Regions from separate parts of the Mus musculus genome. Here all the other regions are linked to region 1. The links are chromatin contacts, called in public HiChIP or PLAC-seq and promoter capture Hi-C maps. All regions are on one chromosome and are shown on one strand. The core of a region is the stretch at or near the end of the contact, and the rest is flanking DNA. Distances in the headings are between cores, read along the strand shown.

Region 1 (3,966 bases), core at 876-3,375:
ATTATCCTATGACCTCCCCATGTGGGTCATGGGTATATATGTTCACACATTTATACATATCAACAGAGACACACAAGGTAAATGTAATTAAAAAATAGATCTGAGAAAAAATTTATTTTCTTGGTAGTACTGGTGACTGAACTGTTAAGGCCACAGGAATAGTAGGCAAACTACCTATACAATAGGTAATGTCTCGAAGGTTTCCTTCAGTGTCACATAGAACCTTGGTACTTTCCCTATATTTGAGGATCCCAAACACAGAAGTCCTGTAATTTGAGAACCCTAAAAGCATACCCCCTGCTTTCTGCTTCGAATTGGGCTGCCCTACACACTAGACTTAGGAGCATTTCCTCACATTTTTCTAGTGTTATAATTTTTTTTAGCACATAACATTTTTTTGTCCTCTCCCATATTTACATTGAAGGCACTGCAGAAAGTGGCCTTTTATTAAGCTCATCTGCTAGAGATGGGTGGAAAATACCTTCAAAAGACCTTGGAAGTTTCAGGCAGGTTCAGAAAAGTAGTTCTCAAGGATTCTTTTTTAAGAGTGGTAGCTGGTAAGGATGTGTGGACACGTGATGGGCAAAAATGTAGGTAGGGTCTAGCCCTAAACAGCCTCCCACTGCTGTGGTCCTCCCCCTCCTAGTTTTTTAACTAACAATATCGTAATCCAAATTTTTCATTCTTGAATTAGACATTTCAGAGAAAACTTAAAGGACTAGCAATGTGACTTTGAGATATGAACTGCTGCTTTCGAGAAGGCTATGAAGAGGATGGAATGTGTGTCTACGATGAAACACAGGTGTTTGGCGGATTTAATGGGGTTCCAAAGATCAACCTGAGAGGGCAAACCCCGGGAGCTCTGACCGTGGTTTTCCTTGTTTTCGCAGAGGAGCGCCTGAGCTTTGACTCGGTTCTGCTCAGAGACCCAGCCCAGGCACCTAACTGTCCACCGACCGAAAATACGTTCTAAGTTCACCCCGGACCCCCCCCCCCCCCACAACTTCTTTCAAAACCTCCCCTTTAAAGGGAGCCACCGAGTGACGCCGGGGGAGTTTGCGGAAGCGCCTACCGCGTTGGGGCCCTTGGGCGGATCCCGTGATTGGAGCCGGCACCGCCCCCGGCGCCGCTTCCCCCATTGTGTGAGCTGCAAGGCAGAGGCCCCGCCCTCGCCCCGCCTCCCTGTTTCTCGGCCCCTCCCCCTCTCACCTCCCCCCCCCCCCAATCTTGGCTCATTTCCGGCCGCCGCCGCCGCTACCGCTATCCTGTAAGGAGGATTCGGCAGAGGCAAGAAACAACAGCCGCCATCTTGTTTGTGTGCTAGCCTGTGGGGGGGGTGGGGGGAGGAGGAGAGAGAGCGGAGAGGGACCGGGAGAGAGAGAGTGGGGCAAGCGGGACGCCCGGCTGAGTGCGAACTGCGCGAGCAGGGAGTGAGGAGGGTACCTGGCTGGAGAGCAGCGGCCGGGACCGAGACAGTGGTTGGGGGCCCCGGGGCGCAAAGGCTGAGGCGACCCTCAGTCCCCTCCTTGCCCGCACACACCCCCACCGCAGCCCGGGCCGGCGTCGACGCCTAAGGGGGGGAAACCATTACATAAGCCCGCGCCCCGCGGCGCCTCTGCCCGCCGTCCGAGGCGGCCCCCGAGCCGAGCCCCCGGCAGGCACCTGGCTGCCGGGGGGGTGAGGGCCAGGGAGGCGGCCGGACTGATTTCTCCTCCCCGGGCTTGCGAGTGGAGGCGGAGAAGCGCGGCGCGCGGAGAGGCCGCGTCGGTGGGCTCGGCGTCAGCGCGGGCTTGCGGGCGGACGGCCCTGCTTGGCCCGGCCCGGCCCCCCTGGCCCTTCGGGCCGGCGAGCTCCACGCTCGGCGTCGTCGCTGCTGCGCCTCTGCTTGTCCGCTGCGCGATGTGAGGCGGCCCCGGCGCCAGTCTGGCTCTCGGCTCGGCTGAGCTCAGTGTGGCCATTAGGGGCCGGTGCGGCAGCGGCGGCGCGGAGCGCAGCGGCAGGAGGAGGAGGAGGGCGGCTCTCAGGGTGGGGGCGCAGGCCCGGGAGGGGGCACCGGGAGGAGGTGAGTGTCTCTGGTCGCCTCCTCCTCTCCCCCTTTTTCGCCCCCGCCTCCTTGTGGCGATGAGAAGGAGGAGGACAGCGCCGAGGAGGAAGAAGCTGATGGCGGCGGCGGAGCTCCGAGAGACCTCGGCTGGGCAGGGGCTCGCCGTGGCGGGCTGGGGACTGCGTCTGTAGAGCTGTGAGTTCCCGAGAATTCGCTGCAGCGGACGTGCTCGTGGGATCAGTGTTGCTGTACCCTCCTCCCGGCCTGGTTTAGGCCCGGCCCCTCGCACTTGCCCCTACCATTTCTGTTGAGTCCGCATCCCTCTCCGGCCACCGCAACCAGGCGAAGAGAAAAAGGAACTTCCCCCCACCCCTGTTGGGTGGCGGCGGAGCTCCGGAGCCCACCCTTAGGAGCGGGGCGGGGACCCCGTTTCGGAGAAGAGATTTCCTCAGGATTCTCGTTTTTTTCCTCGGTTGTATCTCCGAAAGAATTAAAAATGGCCGAGAATGTGGTGGAACCCGGGCCGCCTTCAGCCAAGCGGCCTAAACTCTCATCTCCGGCCCTCTCGGCGTCCGCCAGCGATGGCACAGGTTAGTCTCGGGACTCCCGGCCTTCCATAGTTCCCTTCGTCTTTTCTGCTCGTTGCACCTTCATTCCAGGGTGCTTCTGTGTATCTCTTCCCATTTCCCCGGCCGGTGTTTAATTTTAAAGGTTTTTGAATGGACTGGTCGAAGACGTCCAGTAGCCCAACCATTTTCTTTGCCTTCTGATACATTCATTGCAACACTATGTCATGTCAGATCGTTGTGTGTTCTGGAATTAAGAGGTTGGAAGTGGGAGCTGCGGGGACCTTTATTGTTGGCTCCATGCAATTTAATTTGGGAAATGCCGGTACAATCGTGTGTGAGGGCTTTTATGCACTTTTACTATTTTTGTTACTGGTGAATGAGGGATTTCAGCTCTTTCTCCCCTGTTGCAATGAATTCTTTTTTTCTCTGCTTTCCCACCTTTAATGATTTTTGCTCCTGTGAGGCAGATTTTCTGTTGAGGAATGGGGGCGGAAGACAAATCTTGGTGTCTGCGATCCAAGGTTTTAAGTGTAACTAAAGTTCAACAAAATTTCATTCTTAGGTCCCCTCTCCCCATCCTTGCCTCAAGAGTCAGTATGGACCGCAGTTTATTTTATATCCATTTGCCATGAAACCAAAATGTCTCAAACTGCGTGTTGAGGTGTAGACCTGAGGCGTTTCCTTTGCAGTTTGTCACACTCTTACTTAGAAGGGAAAGAAAAAAGATGAAGCCTTTCTGGAATTAGGTACTTAGAAATGGGAGATAATAAGTTGAAAGACTCCCAGTCATGAACTTCCAACTAAAGTGATTGTACAAGTTTAAAAATGAACAGGAGGTTTTGTGCTTGCATGTTTGTTTTGTTTTGCTTTTTGGACCTTTGCAATTCCAGTTTACAAGATGAAGGAATTCTTTTCTCCAGTCAGCCCCTTTGTTAGGAGACCTGAAGGGAGACTCTCCCTTGTCTGTTCTTTTTCCTGCTTACTGTTAGTTTAGTGTTATTCTGATGATCACTGACCTGGTCCTCTCTTGCTGTCTGACTTGTTTGAGAGGCCAGGATAATGAAGAAGAAGAAGAAGAAAAAGAAGAAGAAGAAGAAGAATGGCTAGTCATCTGACAGTCCACTAGATGTTCCTCCTTACTGCAAGCATCCCTTTAACTCAGAGAAGAGGCTCCAGATCTCTCCTTCTGCCAATGAGAGTGTATAGTGGAGTTAAACGTACCCTGCAAGTTGTAGAGAATGTGTGGGCCATGTTTCTGAGTAGGATTTCTATTAAGGCCTGGAAATAAGATAGAACTAGTGCATTACTCTGCTTTTTTAGCAGCTGTATTTCGAACCATGAGTTTTGCTCACC
Region 2 (3,966 bases), core at 658-3,157, 430 kb after region 1:
TCCAAATCTCTCTCTAAGGATAATGGGCTGGCTACATAAAGAATGATCCAAAACACTCATTAAAAATAACATATTTCCAAAGACTCTGGCTTAGTATCTGTGAAGCATGGTTCCACAATTCGCACATGTAAGACTCACAAAATGTGCACACATTTAGTACAAAGTAGTTTAGGGCAAAGTTTCCTTCCACTCTGTCTGCTACCAGTTTCTTTGGTAGAGGAACCGTTTTGACCTGAGCTTTTTCTCTCTCTCTTCACTTCCTTTCTTCTTCTTTTATTCCCTCAGGTGTGTGTGTAGCCCAGCTTGTTGGTCTTGAACCCACAGCCCTCTTGCCTCAGCCTCCTTAGTACTAGGATCATCGGAGTGTTTCACCCAGTTGGTTCTAATACAGTTTTTTCAGCTCCCCCCACCCCATCCCATCTGACAATGTATGTTGGAAATGAATGCACTTGTTTTTTGTTTCCATGTTAGAGATCAAACCCCAGGGCTTGGAGCATGCCAAGCAGGAACTCTACCAGTGAGTGAGCAACAGCCTCAGTCAGGTATTTGTGTTTTTAACGAACATCCTAGATGATTCTGATGGGAAACCACATTTAGAAACCACTCGCTGCCCCAGGGTTAAAGGATTAGTAAGTTCAACTCAGTGACACATCACAAATGGATGTCCTCAAAACTTGCCTTGCTTCCTTGATCCCTGCCCCTTGTGTTCCTTAAGAAATAGGCCTTCCTCCAATGTCTCCAGGAAACACTATAGCTATTTATTGAATGATGCAAAACTATGTCAGTTTCAATCCCTGAAATCCATTCCTGTCCACCATTACCTGAAATGACAAGCCTGACAAATCCTATATGACAGACATTTTGGTATTTGACTTGAAGTGAAGTTGGACCTACACTGAAGGGCTCTTTTTCTCTCTCAGCATGAAACCATTTGAACTGAGCACAACCGATATCCTCACCGATACAGCATCCGGTCCTCCCCCAGAACTGCTTTCTTACCATCTGGTCAAAAGCAATTAACTGTTGAGCGAAAATTGCATCGTCGGACAGAACGTAATTAGTTCCAAGATCTGGCTCAGGGTGACCTGACTTGACCTAACCTGGAGCCGGCAAGGGCTCAAGCCTTCCACCGCTCTAGCGCTCTCTTCCCATCCACTCCAAGGACTGCAGAGGGAATTTCCTTTTGGCGCGGAGGGCAGTCGCTCCGAGGGACACCAGAGGATCTCGTCTGCAGTGTTGCTTCCACCACCAGGGACACGAGCTGGAGGTATCCTCACTTTCTCTACTTTGAGCTAAAGAAGCAGGGTTCCCTGGCTTCTTGGGGAATCCACCAAGATCAGTCGGCTAGCCCCAGTCTCTAGCTGAAGAGGAGCTTGCTCTCAGCCGGAGCGTGTGTCTCCTTGGCTTAGATCATGAAGCTGGACAGGGGTTCAGGGAATCCCACCTCACTGTCCTTGCCCTAGTGGATCTTTCCTACCACCCATGGGCCCGTCTTCCCCCACCCCCCTCGGTGGATCGCTTCCAGCGGCCACCTGCCTTCTTCCCACTGACCCCGGTCCCCTCACCCAGCATGATGGGGCTGAGCCGGCGGGCCAGGCCCTTGGACAGGTCGTACACGTAGAGCTTCACCGGATAGAGATTTGGCGGCTCCATCAGGACCCGTGGCGGCGGCCACGATGGCCCTCGGGCACCCGGCAGCGGCTTGGACCTTCCGGTACCCGACCGGGGTGGGGAGAAGAGGGAGCGGGGGACCGAGCCGGGGCCCGGCCTGAGGGCGGGGGAGAGGCGGCCCTGCGCTGCTCGCGCCCGGACACCCGCGACCGGCAACGACTACTGTGAGGTGACAGAGAGAGAGATCCCAGAGACTCCGCACGGAACAGGGGGCAGGGGCGGGGACGCACTTTCACGCATGTGCGTTCGGTGCTGACGGGTTTCGGGGGCGGAGCTTCAAGCGAGGGGCGGGGCTTTCTCTGGCCGCAAGCGTTCCAGTTTAGGGAACAGGGGGTGGAAGCGGGAAATGCGAGTGGGCGTGCCCGCTTGAAGGGTCGAAGGGCGTGTTGTGCGTGATGACGCAACGTCGCTGATTGGGCGAGAGACAAGGAGCCCGCGTGGACGTGGTGCCCACCTTCTGCTGTCCCAGTGGCTTGCCCGCCTGCGGTTAAGGTAGGTTCGCCGCACCACATGTGTTGGATGAGGCCTGCCTTGGTGGCTTGCTTGCACGCTTAGTGTCGCGCGACCCCTGGCCTCACCACGGAGCAGCGCTGTCGACCTGCAGGACCTGGGTCATGCTCCTTTCTCCCCAGAAGGCGGAACAGGACTGGTGGTTGAGCCAATCTCTAGCTGAAGGTTGGGGGAGAAATGAAGACGAATGTTTCAGCCAGAGCACCAAGTACCGTCCCAGTCCAGTTGGAGCTCGAGATAGGACCTTCAGTGCTGAGCCGCTATGTTATACCTCGCCCTCACCCCTAGCCATTTTGGTCCTGCAGCATCCTTAAGGGATAGCCAAGGGGAGGTTGTTGCAGCAATGACCCCATGCACATTTCTCTTGCCTCTCCAATGATATGGAGAGCTTTGGAGGAAGCAGGAGCCATCATTCACATTCTTTATTAGTGACCCGAGCATTTAGAACAGATCTAAAGAGAACCCAGAAGTCTGTCTGTCTGTCTCTCTTTTTTTTTCTGGTGTGTGTGGCATAGGTCCGGGTACACTGTAGGAAAGCGCATTACCACAGAGCTACCTGCCTTGGTTTTTTTTTTTTTTTTTTTTTTCATTTAAATTCATAACTTCTCTCACCTAGTGAGCAAACCAACATGTCAGAGTGGGAGTCCTACTACAAAACTGAGGGCGAGGAAGAGGAAGAGGAGGAGGAGAGCCCCGACACAGGTGGTAAGTGGCCTGTGTGGAAGATTTTCGCTGTGTACTTTTTTTTTTGCTGGGAGCACTTTATGTTGTCTGATATCCCTCCCTTTTCTCCTCAGATAATCTAAAATATTTTTTCTCCCTTTGAGTTTTACAGTTATTATTTAGATCCTATTTCACTCTATGAACATTCCTAACCCTATTTTCCTTTTTTTTTTTTTACTAACCACGATAGAGAATTTATTAATCTTCAATAAATGACTCTGTCCATGGTAATATTTGTCACTTTATTTTTTACATATTTTTGATTGTTTAAAAAAATCTACTTATTTTTATTTTATGTATGTGTGTACACCTCTGTACATGTCTGGTGCAAAAGGGAGCCAGAAGAGGGAGTCGGATCTCCTGCTACTAAAGTTATAGGTGGTTGTGAGCCTCCATGTGCATTCTGTGAAGTGAAGCTGGATCGTGTGTGAGAGAGCGTCAAGTATTCTTAACCATTGCTTTAACCACTGAGCAGCCTCCCCAGCTCCTGTTTGTTTCTGAGGCAAGGTCTTATGTAGACCAGGCTGACTTCAAACTCACTCTGTAACTGATGTAGACTTTGAGCTTCTTTTTTTTTTTTTTTTTTTTTTGACTTTGAGCTTCTAATGACTCCTGGGAATCGAGTTAACATAAAAGTGGGTGCATTGGTGGCTATACATCCTGGTCTCTAACTTGCCTCCTGCCTCTTGCCTGGAATCAGCCCAGCTCCAGGCTTGCACTAGGAAACCTCCCTCATGGTGTAAGAGACTCCCAGGGGCTGGAGAGATGGCTCAGTGGTTGAGAGCACTGGCTGTTCTTCTAGAGGACCTGGGTTCTAATTCTAGCATCCCCATGGTGGTTCACAACCATCTATAGCTCTATTTCCAGGGGACCTAATGCACTTTTCTGATCTCTGAGAGTAACAAGCACACACATGGTTTTACATTCATATATATGCAAGCAAAACTTTCACACACAAAATAAAATGAATACATTAATAATTTTTTTTCCAGACAGGGTTTCTCTTTGTAGCCCTAGCTGTCCTAGAACTCACTCTGTAGACTAGCCTGGCCTCGAAGTAAG
Region 3 (3,966 bases), core at 738-3,237, 400 kb before region 1:
TCCTGTTTTATACTTTTCTGAATCCCGCCCTCGCAGCATTTGGCAGAGTATTAAGGACATGGAAAGTCTGCAGTAAATACTTTTGGATGATAGGAGACACCTCTCTCTCTCATGATTTAAAAACTTCCCCTAGTGAACGTGACTCTGGAAGGCCTTGTTAAAAAGGACACTTCTCAAAAATTCGGGCAAAGAACTGAACGAAATTCAAGCCCTGGACTACAGACATTTTTCTTTGGATCTCTCTCTGAAGAAAGCAGTAGCAGTCTGTGTCTTTCCAAGGCTCAGGCCTTTAATCCCAGCACTCAGAAACCAGAGGCACGCAGAACTCTGGATTCAAGGCCAGCCTGATCTACTTAGTAAGTTCCAGGCCAGCCACAGCTACACAGTGAGACTTTAAAAACAAAACAAAACAAAAAACAGCCAGCTATCAGGAAGCCCTCTGATTTGCTATGAAAGAAACAAACACCAGTAGATGAAACTCAGTTTAACTTTCAGCCAAGGGTTCCCCTCCCTACAGGGATGGGGCTGTGGGCCAGTTGGCTGTACCATTTTACCCCTGGAAGGCAGTTCATTTTCAACAATAAAACTTCATAAGTGGACTTTTTTTGGTGGAAGGGGCTTCTACAGTAAAGCCCTTAAGTTTGACTTCTTGAACATAAAGATCAGGCTACAGGCTTTGGCTTCAGATCTCGAAAACTTACAATTTGGGGACATTCCGGACACTTTATGGATTTTAAAACTATGTGAACCCATGAAGCATAGGTGTAATTTCATCATATTTAAGTAATGAAGTTCACATTCTTAGTCTTCACACACTTTATGCCAAAGTATTCGGGCAAGCAGTAAACTGACCACCAGTCTGTCCTTTGGTTCTGTCATCTAACAAAGAGAAATCCTGACAAAGACAAGCTATACTGTACTCACACACCTATCCAGCAGTTCTCAACATCAGGATACTCGTCTTTTCTTGGATCCCTTCCTTGTATGTGTTGAACACCATTCCAAGCGTTTTATTACGAATTCTTTCATTTACTGTCTGCATTCCAATGTAATAGGTATTGTTAGTTCCATTTTCCAGATAAGCAATCTAAACGTAGGTTTGATAATCTAACAGGGAAAGCTCCAGCACTAACCACTCTATAGTATTAGTGTTTTCTTATGGAGCGAGGAGGGCGGAAGTCATCAAAGGTACATAGACAAACAGTCACACACACATACACACACACACACACACACACACACACACACACACACACACACGCGAGACGGACACTTCTTTGGCGGTCAAGTTTCAAATCTGCGGAGCCCTGCAGACCTGGAGGCACCCATGCTGCTATATGGTCGTCAGGTCCAGGTGAACCTCCTTGCCACGAGAAGCCTGCGGATTGCACCTGGATCCTCCAGGTTTGCACAAGGGCCGGGAGAAAGCGCTCGACCGGTCGGTCCCAAGCAGATTACACACACTCGGGGAGCAGCCAGGGCGGGAACCTAGCTGCTCCCTAGCCAGCACAGCCCTGCAAGGCGGTGCACAGGTGCACGGTCGCACTCGACTGTCCTGTCGAGTGACCAGGGCTTTGAGACCCCAGCCCCTTGGGAAAGGGCGGGACTGGAGTGGAGGACTGCGGGAGGCAATCCCGGGCTCGGAGCCTACAGCGGCCGGCCGGTCCAGGGCACACGCGGAAGGGTCGAGGGGAGAAAGGATGCTCGAGCGGGGCGGGGCCGGTGGGGGAGGGGGACCCTGCCCGAACTCTCACTCACCGCCTCGTTCGCCTCCTGGCCCGGGCTCCGCGGCTCGCCCCACTCCGGTGCCAGCCGCTCACGTATCCTCCCGAGCCTCTAGTACCAGTCAGACTGCACCAAGTTAGGGAGAGGTCCGCGCAAGCCGAGGGAGCGTGGCGAGCGGGAACGAGGGGGTGGGGAGGGTGGGACGGTCGTTCTTGCCGCCGGGGACACCGCAGACACGACCGCCGCCGGCTCCACTCAGCCACGGAAGCTGCGGGCCCTCCCACCACTCCGGGTCCCGCCTCCGCACCCTCCCCCCTACCCGCCTGGGAGCGACAGCCGTATCGACCAATCAGAAACCTAGCGCCGTTAGGGCTAGCCCGATTTAGGGGGCGTTCGCCGAAGGAAGAGGAACGAGGGAGGCTAGTACGGCGGCGCGACTTCTGTGACTGACATCATAGCGCAGCCAATCGGTAACTGAGAGATGACTTCATCGCTGAAGGAAGTCTGGAACTGGCGGAGCGGCCGCCAAGAGGTGGGAGGAGGTCGGCGATGAGCCGGGGGGCGGAGTCTGGGTCTTAAAGAAACCGTAACACATCTGATCACCCTGTCAAAGGGTGACCGCGGAGCTAGCTACCTAGGGTTCGGTGCCCAGCCTGGAGGTTTAATGCAAAAATCCTGCAGTCTTCATCTTGGTCCTTCCTCCTGTCTTTGCTCCGCCGGGACTCCCAAGTCGATTATTTCACATTCGCATTTCCCGAAAGGACACAATAAATGCCGCTCTGGCCTGGAGCCCTGAACTCTGTCATGTCCCTGCCCTTCCGTGGCCAAGCGCTTTTTTTCTCTGAGTCGGTTCTCCTCCGGTAAAAGGACTGACACCTACCTGCCTAGACTGTTGAGATTATTTATCAACAGCGGAAGCGCTTGCAGCTGGAGGGAAAGAGTTGAATGAACCCAGATTTTATCCGGGGCCTCACTGCACTAAATGAATCTGGGCGGCTCTTCCAACTTTAAAATTCTAAACTGCTGGTGTGTAGCCTAAAAGTGTGTGTATGTCTGTGTGTGTGTGGGTGTGTGGGTGTATGTGTGGGAGAGAGAGAGAGAGCATAACTGCATAAATCCAACATTTAAAGAGACTTATCTACTAAAGCGGTGAGACTAGTTAAAGCCCACCCGGTCAAGTTGCTAAGAGCCACTATGGAGGCCCCTTTTCTGGAACACCACCCCTTCCCCCCAACAAAGGGGGAGAGCGCTGAAAAGGAGAAATAATTCGGACTTGGTGCCTTAGTGTTTCCGAAACACTTTCCCTTGGGAGATATAAACAACCGTCTATCTCCTCCTTTTAGGCCACCATCCACTGGATAAACTGAAGTATGATTGCCCCAGAGTCCAACGTGGAAAACCAGTGAGTTTATTGGGCTTGCTAAGAAATCATGGCTGGCCCCCAAAGCAGCGAGACCACCAAAAAGTTGCACCCCAGCATGGATGATGATGTCCCCATAGCTGCGTAGATGACATACACAGTTCAGTTAAACTTCCATAATCTACACAACTCTAGCCAAGTCACAAGACCTCAAGCAGCTAGGGCAAAATTGAGGACTTGAGAGATTCCTCTCCCCAATGAGCGGGGGGATGTTGGAGGAGGTAACTGGGATCCAGCAAGGATTCAGAGAAGCCCCCCCTAAGTCCTTCCGTCAATGCAGGAACATCTACAGTCAACAAGCCCAGTCTTGAGGGGCTCTTGCAAGATAGCTGTGCTTTTGCAAGGACAGAGCTGCTGGACACAAGGAAAAAGAAAGAAGGTTCTGGAGAACAGAGTCCCCAGTGTGAGAGCAAGGGTTAACACTGTAGAAGCAGAAACCCTCAGGGGCATCCTGACAGACATGGGAAGCCACAGTGACTGGAAGGAGGTAACGCATGTTACATCTCTGAGTGAGTTACTCTGTATGGCTTCCGTTCTCCCCCGGAAATCTCCCAGACTTCTCAGTGGTGTGTGGCTCTGTTGGGATAGGAGAAGGAGCTGCAACTCTCTCTATCCACTGCAGTAAGCCAGCCCGGCCCTGAGTAATTCCCAGTTATTCATCTGTAAGTCAGCTTCAAGTTCCGTACCATGTGTCTCATCACAGAACCTTGGAGGTAGCCCAGATCCTGTGGCCTCTTAGTCACACCTTCCCTCCCAAGATTAAAAAAAAAAAAAAAGAAAGAAAGAAAAAAAAAAACCACAAAAGCCCTAATAAAATTATA

What was found. HiChIP or PLAC-seq counts read pairs in DNA pulled down with a chosen protein or histone mark. Capture Hi-C pulls out chosen DNA fragments and counts their contacts.
Region 2: a promoter capture Hi-C map of adipose tissue shows a contact between it and region 1. The contact joins the promoter of Desi1 here to the promoter of Ep300 in region 1. A contact is called at or near these places in 1 of 39 promoter capture datasets (erythroid cells), 3 of 115 datasets of contacts at active chromatin or transcription factors (the SCID.adh cell line, embryonic stem cells and memory CD8 T cells) and 1 of 9 other capture datasets (adipose tissue).
Region 3: a contact with region 1 is called in a FOXA1 HiChIP or PLAC-seq map of pancreatic cancer cells. The contact joins the promoter of Mrtfa here to the promoter of Ep300 in region 1. A contact is called at or near these places in 4 of 484 Hi-C or Micro-C datasets (CD4 T cells and embryonic stem cells) and 1 of 115 datasets of contacts at active chromatin or transcription factors (pancreatic cancer cells).

What each region holds. Positions count from the first base shown.
Region 1 is chr15:81,584,089-81,588,054 of GRCm38.p6, forward strand. Ep300 (E1A binding protein p300) reads left to right here and starts at 2,126. Exons shown (of 31, transcript NM_177821.6): 1 at 2,126-2,634. The coding sequence starts at 2,541.
Region 2 is chr15:82,014,313-82,018,278 of GRCm38.p6, forward strand. Desi1 (desumoylating isopeptidase 1) reads right to left here and starts at 1,908. Exons shown (of 6, transcript NM_134095.3): 1 at 1,566-1,908. The coding sequence starts at 1,653. It overlaps Xrcc6 (X-ray repair complementing defective repair in Chinese hamster cells 6), which reads left to right and starts at 2,057. Exons shown (of 13, transcript NM_010247.2): 1 at 2,057-2,163; 2 at 2,798-2,886. The coding sequence starts at 2,811.
Region 3 is chr15:81,188,749-81,192,714 of GRCm38.p6, forward strand. Mrtfa (myocardin related transcription factor A) reads right to left here and starts at 1,988. Exons shown (of 14, transcript NM_001082536.2): 1 at 1,759-1,988. 4930483J18Rik (RIKEN cDNA 4930483J18 gene) reads left to right here and starts at 2,105. Exons shown (of 2, transcript NR_015603.1): 1 at 2,105-2,257; 2 at 3,069-3,966.